Regions from separate parts of the Oryctolagus cuniculus genome. Here region 1 is linked to region 2. The links are chromatin contacts, called in public Micro-C maps. All regions are on one chromosome and are shown on one strand. Each heading gives the region's core, a stretch centred on a gene start, on an enhancer-like site or on the middle of the called end of the contact. The rest is flanking DNA. Distances are from core to core; before and after follow the strand shown.

What was found. Hi-C and Micro-C count contacts between places; a contact is called where the count stands out from the background.
Region 1: a contact with region 2 is called in a Micro-C map of ear pinna, with 2.1 times the contacts expected there. The contact joins two enhancer-like sites. A contact is called at or near these places in 2 of 6 Hi-C or Micro-C datasets (ear pinna and an unstated tissue).

The regions. Positions count from the first base shown.
Region 1 is chr17:175,921-180,970 of mOryCun1.1, reverse strand. All of the region lies in intron 7 of B3GNTL1 (UDP-GlcNAc:betaGal beta-1,3-N-acetylglucosaminyltransferase like 1), which reads right to left. Among named protein-coding and RNA genes, the nearest start is that of B3GNTL1, 53 kb to the right of the region's middle. Within about 2 kb of position 3,455, at least 3 of the 8 cell types and tissues checked have an H3K27ac peak or open chromatin away from gene starts, as enhancers often do. A contact at or near this core is called in ear pinna, where this site is marked.
Region 2 is chr17:20,455-25,267 of mOryCun1.1, reverse strand. No RefSeq gene overlaps it. Among named protein-coding and RNA genes, the nearest start is that of METRNL, 77 kb to the left of the region's middle. Within about 2 kb of position 2,632, at least 3 of the 8 cell types and tissues checked have an H3K27ac peak or open chromatin away from gene starts, as enhancers often do. A contact at or near this core is called in ear pinna, where this site is marked.

The DNA.
Region 1 (5,050 bases), core at 2,206-4,705, 150 kb before region 2:
ACAGCACACACTGCCCACCTTGGGAGACTCGTGAGCTGTACCAACGTGGCCTGAGGGAGCACACCTGGCCCAGCCTGAGCCCAGGGATGGGGGCTGTGGACAGCCTGGGTGTCAGTCCATTCAGGACTCGCTGCTTCCTGTTCCTGAGAGACACAGCAGAGACAGGCTCAAGTGCTGCGTGACAGCCCCTGGAGGGTACCTCAGCCCCTCCACCAGGAGGTGGGAGACTCTGCTGTTTCACACCCAGCTCCACGCAACAGTGGGCCATCCTGAGTGGCTCCCTGGCCTTCTGAGGAGTGGAATCATCTTGTCCACCTTGGGGTGCTGATGTGGGGAGACTGCATTATTACTTATTAGTTCATGCAGAGTACTTGTACGTGTGGAGGACACACTTAGCAAGTATTGGCCAAGATCCCAGTTCAAGTGTGGTTCTGGGTGTGTCTACCCCTGGGCCAGCAGGAACTTCTCTGTAAAGCTGCAGTGCTGACACTCCAGCTCTGCGGGTTGGAGGGTGTGTGTCGCAGCTCCCTAGCTCTGTGGGCGCAGCTGCTCCAACAGCAGGGCAGGTTTGGCCTTGAGCCTCAGCGTGTCAAGCCCGTTTAACTGGTATGGAATGGAGCTCTGGTTTCAGATGACGTCAACGCTGCTTCCTTGATGGCTTAAGTCTGGAACAGGCTCAGTTTTCCCTCTGTTCCTTCCCCAGTAGATGGTCTACAATTAAATGAGTAACAGAAAACGGCAGGTAGCACCCAACAAAATCAGAATTTTTGGAGCTCAAATGAAATAGATCCAAGAGGCACAGGTCCCTCATTATTATTTTTTTCTTTTCATTATTGTATGTTTGGGTAAATTATATCCAAATGACTCATCAAACAGGTTCAAGGCTCTCAGTGCTCTCAGCCAAATCCAGGCCCCCCTCCCCCAGCAGAGGGCGCTCCAGGCCACGAATGACAGGTGCATCTCACACACATGTGAGTGCAGTGCCCAGATAGGTGTGAAATACAGAGCACCTCAGCCAGTAACTCCTGAGAAGCCCCCTTTTCATAGAGGGGCCGGGGTACCTTCCACAGAACCCCAAGATGTGGGGCAGCCACTGTGCTTCCTCTGCTTGGCCCCCACATGTGGCTGGGCTACCTCCTGCTTACTGCTGAGCTCCTGGGCACCCTTCCACTCTGACACATGGCATACCCATGGTGGCTGGCTCTGTCCCATCTGGAATCCCCAGTGCCTCTGCTGACCAATCCAACCCTGAGGGCCCATGGGCAGGGCACCCCCAGCCTCCCCTCTACCGCGTTCCTTTGAACACGGTTTCTCTGAGGTGGTTTTCACACTCTTTAGCTAGCCTTACTTGCCTGGCAGTACTTCACTCTGGGGAGGGGACTCCACTGTTTCCTTTGAATATGAACTTTTGGACCAAAAATATGTTTTTAGAAGAAACCTCTTTATTAGAAGAGGTACAAGCATGAAAGAGAGAACATTTTACAAAATGGCTCAAATGCCCTTCCATAGTGACTTTAGGTCCTGCGTCTCCTCGGCAGGACAGGACCTGCTGGGGTCAAACCCCACACAGGAAGTGGGAGGAGCAAGAAGCACGCAAGGTGAGCATGGAGCTGCAGTCAGAAGGCCTCCAGGAGGACCTCTGCTTCTACTTTCTCATGATTCCTTCTCAGCTCCTGATTACTTTTTAGAGATTTTTTAATTTATTTGAAAGGCAGAGAGAGAGAGAGAGAGAGAGAGAGAGAGAGATGTCTTCCATCCACTGGTCCACTCCCCAAATGCCCCCAGCAGCCAGAACTAAGCCAGGCCATAGCTAGGAAGCCCAGAACTCCATCCAGGTCTCCCCAAGAGGTGGCAGGGGTCCAAGCACTTCAGCCATTATCCACTGCTTTCCCAGGCAGTAACAGGAAGCTGAATCAAAAGCAGAGGAGCTGGGATTCCAACCAGGCTCCCCGACAGGGATGTGGGCGTCTGCTGCACACAGCGCCAGCACCTCCTGGTCTGTGTCTCTTCTTTCACCATCAGGCTGCCACTCCCTTTCTGATCTGTTAGCAACTGAACAATGAGATACGCCGTTTCCTAAAACTCTGTCACCGAGGGAGCTCACAGGCATGGCCAGGCGGCCCTGCTGCTACCAAGGGTCCTGGAAGCTTGCTTCCGGTTTCTTGTAAAAGTGTGCTTTACAAGAATTAATTCTATGGAGCTAATAAAAGTTGAGAATCTATTCAAATGCCTTGGACAGTGTACAAAATAAGACAAACAAGTTTCAAAGCTCAAGGCCAAAAGCATCCTGAATAGTCTAGCCTTAGCTCTCCCAAGGAGCTCAGGGCGCCATCCAAGAGGAACAAATCATGTAATTGCTCTTGGTGCTTAAAAAAAAAGCACATAAGGATGACAGACTTGAACTCAGCGTTTCACTGTTTACTTAGAAAAAGTAGGCCTGGAGTTAAAGCAGGGGTGGGGAACCTTTTCCCTGCCAAGGGTCACTTGGATATTTATAGCATTATTCATGGGCCACACAAAACTGTCAACTTAAAAATTAGCCTGCCACAGATTTACTGAATTTCATGGCCCATCTGAGGTTGCCTTAGCAAGGCCAGACCAAATGATTCTGTGTCCACAGGCTGGACGTCCCCCACCCTTAATAAGTACTTAATGAAATGCACAGCCCTCATCAGACACTTGTTACCACAAAGTGGTGTGCATGCTTCCTGCACAACTCATGTTCAGATTCCTGTGGCTCATTACCCTCATCCCTAAAGCCCAATTTATTGGATGACTGTCTTACACAGATAACCAACTTCCCGGTGTTCTGACATTTTAACACCCACATAGCAACAAGAATAAACTCTGATGTGAAACCCGAAACTTACGGCTCCTGGATTTAGTAAAGACACAGACATCAACAAAATGTTTCCTCTTGTCACAGATATGCTCTTCTAACACACTGCAAGTTGCAAGTTTACACTGATCCCCTGGAAGCCCTACAGGTAATTCACTTTGAAATATGTTTAAATTTCCCGAATGCTAATTTGTTAGAGTTAGGTTAAAAAAACCAGACCATTGAGTTATGAAAGGCAAACTTTTAAGAAAGCAACACTGAAATGGCTAAATATGAAACACTTTAATCTTTTCAGATGAACCAGTCTCACCATTTAATAGAACAAAGACCGACAAGCTTTTCAAAGCAGCAGGTTATGCCTAGTAAGACTCCTGCCTGCATCTGCTGGTTCCTGGGAGACAGGGACAGGCATGGGGGCAGGAGGCCTCGGCTCCTCCAGCTTCTGCACTCTCAGGGAGAACCACGGTAACCAAGGGCCTGCGCCAAGTGACCCACTCTCTGTCTTCTCAACTGGCACAGAAATCACCTTTATTTAGTTCTGCTAAACCTCCAGTGAACGGGTCACAGAACAGTCACCCTGTAAAGGACTGGGTGTTCTTGTTAAACTCTCCATCTACAAAGAATAAAACAGCCCCCGAGAGCTAACTAGGGTGGGATGCGGGGAGGCCCCGACTCCTGACCTCACTGTGTGGTGTCCAGGGCTCTTTCTGATGGCCGTACCCCTCCCACGTGTTCCTGGCCTTCCTTCTGGTCCTAAATTGGACCCAAGGGGGAAACCATAGAAGATACTCTAGCTCACAGCAAGTGTCTGCATGGTGCCTGCTGGAAGTGGACACTGAACCCGGAGGGTGACAGCCCCACAAAACAGAGTCTGCTTCTACCCTGCCTGGAACCCAGCAGCGCTGGGAAAGGAGCCCGGGTCACAGCAGGCAGGTCAGGACGTGGGGGAGGTGGGCAGGGGCAGGGGCTAGGCCTGGGCTGACTAAGGCACTGACTCTCCCCGGCTGGAACAGCTGCTGAAGTGCAGAGGTGACCACTGCTGTGGAAAAACTGAAAGTGAGCCAACATCAACGCTGACTCATTGAAAAAAGGGAGGCAAACAAACATTTCGCTACTTATTTTCTGCTAGAACTGACGGTGTGGGACACCTGCCAACAGGAGACTGCAGGACAAGAGGGAAGGAGCTCCCCAGCGGGCGGTGTAGTCTTACAAGGACAAGAGGCCTCCCCCCTTGATGACCACAGTGTGACATCACATCACACTGAGCATCAGGCCCCCAGGACGCTGGGTCTCACGCTGACTGCAACACCTAAGGCCTGGGTGTCCCGTGTAGCCAAGGGAAGCGTGTGTTCTCTTGCACATCTGTGTATTGTGAATGTTTCAATAAAAAGCTTTGTTTTCTTGCAGAAATCTTATGTGTGTGGAGTCAGCCATCTCCTGAGGTTTCCTGGGGGCACCTGGGACTCTCAAAGCTCTGGCTGTGACTGTTTCTAGTCACCGCCCCTCCTAAAACAGGCAGAAAACCAGACAGAGCTCAGCCACTTGCTGTGAAAATCCACCTCTGGTCAACAAGGGACCACAGCCGACAGGGAGCCCACGAGTTCGGGTTCCGCCCAGTGATGTCCCTGCTGCCTCACACACACGGTGACGCTCACCAACTGGTGCTGTCCAAGCTGCACTTCTCAGGACACGTCCCTGTCCTTACGCAAGGCAGGGCCACGCACAAGGAGTGTGGACTCCAGGTCAGATCTCGACCCTGAGGGGAAGCCGCCTCGCTCCCTAGGGCGTGTCCAGCCTTGGGGCTGCATCAGCAGGAAGGAGGAAGCCAAGAAGTCTAAATGTGCCAGTTTCCTCTCCTAGGCACCCACTTCCTAGAACTATACTAACTGAAGCAGAGAATCACTGGTACTTACTGCTGCTTTTGCCTTTCTGTTTCCACCACGAGCTGTTAGGTGCCCCAAATTTCCACCCTTCCTACACTGACTGAGTTTCTGCGTTTCTCAGCTCCCTTCCATCAGTTGGGAGGAGTCACTTGACTTGGACCCGCCCTCTTGCTGCAAGGAAAGCTGTCTGTTGTTTTCCCTGCTCACTAATTGTTCCTGTAAGTTTTCAGAAGCAAGCATGCACTTTGCAGCTCAAGCACTCAGTCCTCCCTCTCCCTGGAGCTCTGTCCAGGTCCTGCCTGGGCGGGGGAGGGGGAGAGAGGAGTCC
Region 2 (4,813 bases), core at 1,383-3,882:
GGCACACAGGGTTCTAGTCCCGGTTGGGGCGCTGGTTCTGTCCCAGTTGCTCCTCTTCCGATCTAGCTCTCTGCTGTGGCCCAGGAGGGCAGTGGAGGATGGCCCAAGTGCTTGGGCCCTGCACCTGCATGGGAGACCAGGAAAAGCACCTGGCTCCTGGCTTCAGATCGGCGCAGCGCCGGCTGTGTCGGCCACTAGGGGAGTGAACCAGCAGAGGGAAGACCTTTCTCTCTGTCTCTCTGTCTCTCTCTCTCTCTCACTGTCTAACTCTGCCTGTCAAAAAAAAAAAATTTTTTTTATTTATTTATTTGAGAGGTAGAGCTACAGAGAGAGGGAGAGACAGAGAGAAAAGTCTTTCTTCCTTTGGTTCACTCCCCAAATGGCCGCAATGGCAGGAACTGCACTGGTCCAAAGCCAGGATTCAGGTGCTTCTTCCTCATCTCCCATGCAGATGCAGGGCCCCAAGGACTTGGGCCATCTTCTACTGCTTTCCCAGGCCACAGCAGAGAGCTGGATTGGAAGAAGAGCAGCCGGGACTAGAACTGGCACCCATAAGGGATGCCAGTGTCTCAGGTGGAAGATTAACCTATTGAGCCACAGCACCGGCCCCACAGACAGGGCTTTAGTTCATGCACTGGGAAGTGTGGGCAACAGAACCCACTTCCCTCAGGCCATGGCAGGTGCTGAAAATTCAACTCACCTTCCCTAGAGGCAGGCAAGAACCCCTCGGGCTGAGCTCCAAGACCATAAGTACAAGGTGGCCACTCTCCCTGGCTCTGGCTCTGGCTCTGTGGTCCTTTCTTCTCCTTATTCAGTCCCTTGCCCAGGTCCATGGGGGCTATTTCAATGAGATCTCTGCTCAGCCCAAACTCAATGCTACATAGGGCCTTCAGGGACCATCCTGGGAGCTGCCCTCTGCTGTTCCTTCTGCCCTGGTCTTCCAGTTGTCCCCAGTGGATAATCAGGAGCAGCCTTGGGCCTTAGGCTGAGCAGCTGGTATGAAATTAGCTGTCTGGGGGCCGGTGCTGTGGCATAGTGGGTAAAGCCACTGCCTACAGTGTCAGCATCCCATATGGACACCGGTTTAAGACCCGGCTGCTCCACTTCCGATCCAGCTCTCTGCTGTGGCCTAGGAAAGCAGTGGAAGATGGCCCAAGCTCTTGGGCCCCTGCACCCATGTGGGAGTCCAGGAAGAAACTCCTGGCTCCTGGTTTTGGATCAGCGCAGCTCTAGCCATTGAGGCTAATTGGGGAGTGAACCAGCAGATGTAAGACCTCTCTCTCTCTCTCTCTCTGCCTCTCCTTCTCTCTGTGTGTAACTCCGACTTTCAAATAAATAAATAAATAAATCTTTAAACAAATAAATATAATTGGCTGTTAACTGTTCAAGTCCCAGCTGCTCCACTTCTGATCCAGCTCCCTGCTAATGTGCCTTGGACAGAGCAGAAGACGGCCCAATTCCTTGGGCCCCTGCACCCCCATAGGAGACCCAGATGGAATTCATGGTTCTTGGCTTATGCCTGGCCCATCCCCAGTCATTGTGGCCATTTGAGGAATGAGCCAGCAGGTGGACGGTTTCTCTCTCTTTCTCCCCCCCCCGCCCCGCAACTGTGCTTTTCAAATAAATAAAATAAATCTTTAAAAAAAGAGCTTGTGAATACTCAGCATGTGATTACATGCTATAGGTAGCACCTAAAGTTAAAAAAAAAAAATGCTGCAAAAATTTGAGTCCCACATGTGAGAAGCTGAGAAGTGAGAAATTTTGGTCCTGTCCTGAGTGGGTGCCACACGCAGCAAGTTGGGGGTGAGTCCTGATGTGCAGAAGGCTGCCTGCACCCTGAGCTTGTCCCTGTCTGTGAGCAGGGCATGTTTGTCCTTGAGACACTGTCCTCTTAGGGTCATCTCCTGGGCCCTGTGACAGGCGACCCCTGGCCCTCTGCCAACCCCGCCACGATGGAGTGCAACAGGTCAATGCCCTTGGACCCTAGCAGCAGCCCCGGGAGTCTGGATGGAGCTCTCTGCGGGCTTCTGCATGGGACGTTAAGGGACAGTGTACTTCTCAAAATGGGCGTGCTGGTCCTATGCACGCAGATAACTGCTGCATTTCCTCTTTTTCAAAAGGAGGGGCATCTGCGTCTGACTCAGAGGCCCCGCTTTATTAATTTTTGTAAGACTTCCGCAGTGAGGCGGGTTTCCCTGCTCCAACGCGCACTTAGCATTGCTGAGCCGAGCAGGGTTGCAACACTTTCCTGTAAGATGGACTCAAGCAGAAGTGGATGTCTTCCTGGTAAAAGAAATACATAAATCAGTTAAAAATAGTTCTCAGAGCGGATGTGATGATCCGTGGCTGTCACAGGAAACATACGGGTTGGGCGCACCCTCAGTTACAGGAAAGTGGAGCCAGGCCGTGGTCCTCAGCCCCTCCTGGCAGCTTGGGCAAGGCCAGCTCCTCCAGGCTTCACCCCACACCCTGCCTGGCTGAGGCTGCCCAGGAAGAACAAGTACATCTGAGCTGCTTTGCCTCGGGTGCCTCCCTAGCTGCTGGGGCTCGTTTCCTGAACCCAGGCTTCCTTCCCAGCCAGAGGAGCTGGCTTAAAGCAGAGCTGGGGACGCCTCAGCTTGGTGTACCGGTCAGCACCACTCAGCAATGCTTTCTGTGGGGAACCTGCAAAGCCAGTGTCTGCCTTCACCCCGGTAGGGAGGTTGTGGGCATCGCCTGGAGCGCTTGGTTACAACACTGCCTGTTTCATTTGTGTGGTCAGATAGGCGTTAAAACAGAAATCTCACACCCATTCTACGTGACGCACCCCTGCCCCCGGCCAGGGAGTTGTCATAGTCGACTGGCTCTGGAACTGCCAGGGGTCGTGGTGGGTGCTCAGGGTGACCCAGAGTGAGGGGTCCTGTGCTGTCCTCAAGTCTCACAGAAGGTGTCCTGTGCCAGTCATGAGGGGAGTGACCAGTGCCTCAGGGACTTTGGGGTCCGGGTCTGGTGGGCATGAGGCCCTGTGATGGTTTCCGCCAACCCTTGGTGCTACCTGAGCTGGAGCTTCTACTTATAGGTGGAGGTGCAGTGGGGTGGGGGGCAGGGGAGAGCCCAGGGAGGGTCAAGGCAGTTCAGGACCAGCAAGCTCGCGGCAGAACCAGGAGGCAAAGTCAGTGTTGAACTCACCACTGAGAAAAATTCAGTTCAGAATCCACCGCAGTGGAGAACTCAGCACCATTGAGCACCACCCCCCACCCCGGTCTGAGGTCTGCAGAGGGGTGGAGGCAGGCGGCACTGGGCCCCTCCCTGGGGAGTTGACACTGGGCTGCTCCCCACCCAACGCCCAGGTTGGCTGGGGTGCTTGGGGTCAGCAGGAGGAACCTGGGCTGGATGGGGCTTTGGGGAACACACCCTTCCCAGGAGCCCCCAGTGAAGACCCAAGGGCAGCAGCAACCTCATTCCACGTGTACACAGCACATGCACACACAGGAGTATGTGCCCCCACACAGCGAGGCCACAGCAACATTCCCAAGTACACAGTCATGTCAACATGCACATTTGACCGTATGCAAAACGTGTATGCATGCTAACATCCACACACACGGCTTGAGGCCGTCACTGCCTCAAAATCCCTCTCACTGGCCAGGGGACCCAGCAGATGCACATTGGCTGCAGTTCTCAGAACCCAGTCTGAGACAGGCCCTGGACTTGTGAGTGCAGTGGAGAGTGGGAGGAGCTGGCTGAGCCTCACCCAGCCCTTCCTTTCCTCCCTTGCTCTGTGGCCCCACTCACCCCTCCTGCACCCTGCGGGGAGGATCATGGAAGCCCTGATTCACAGCCAGCTGGTAGAAGAACAAGTGGCACCACTGGCATCTGAAGTGGGGGCAGTCTCATGGCACTGAACCCTTAACTGCAGGGTCTCTGGCTATTCCGGGGGGTCAGGGTCAGGATTAAATTGCATCACCAGACACCTCGTTGGTGTCCAGAGAGATGCGGGATCCATTGCTGGTGTGTCAACAGTGTCGTATGAGGAGTAGAAGATTGCCTCCCCAGCACCAGGGCCCGGGCACAGCCTCCATGGCTGGGGCCCTCCCAGACTGCCCTGACCCAGACCTCAAGTGATCTGCAGCCCTGCAGGAGCTTTGCCACCCAATTATTCCAATTCCAGGTGCCTGTTCTGGATGGAGGTGAGGGTGGGGTGGAAAAAGCACAGGGCTTGAGGGCGGGGCACTCTCCCAGCCAGCTGGGTGAGTGCTAAGCCTTTGTCACCATTTCTGTCTACTCCAATCCCTCTGCTGGCTGTGTCTCCAGCAGTCTGAGACCTGTTCCTGGCCCAGGTATTTGTGAGGTCCTGGGCATTGGTCTGACAACACCCATTTTACAGAGGAAGAAACCAGCACATAGGTTGAGGAATTTGCCAAAGGTTGCAGCCTTGCAGATGTGGGAGCTACTCACTGCCTTGCTGTCCAGTAAGCGCAGCCCCTGCCCCTGCCCATGCCCCTGGACTCCTGGACTCCTGGCCAGGGACTGTGAGATTGGCTCCTGCCTGCTCAGAGAGGCCTGAATATCATATTAGGTGAGGTGCATGGGCAGGGATTCCCACCCCTGTGCCTCGAGAGGGTGTGACCCCACCAAGAGGCAGTTTTCCTCTGAGCAGGCTGCATGCCTCCTGCCCTTCCTGGAGGCAGGAGGCCCTATCCTGGACTAACCCAGACACCCTCTTGTCTGCCTGTCTGCTCGAGTGTTTCCAGGAACAGGGGCTCCAGAACAGTGCAGGAGCCCCACCCCACCCTGGAAGAATGCAAGTGACCCCTCTCCCCCCATGCTGCAC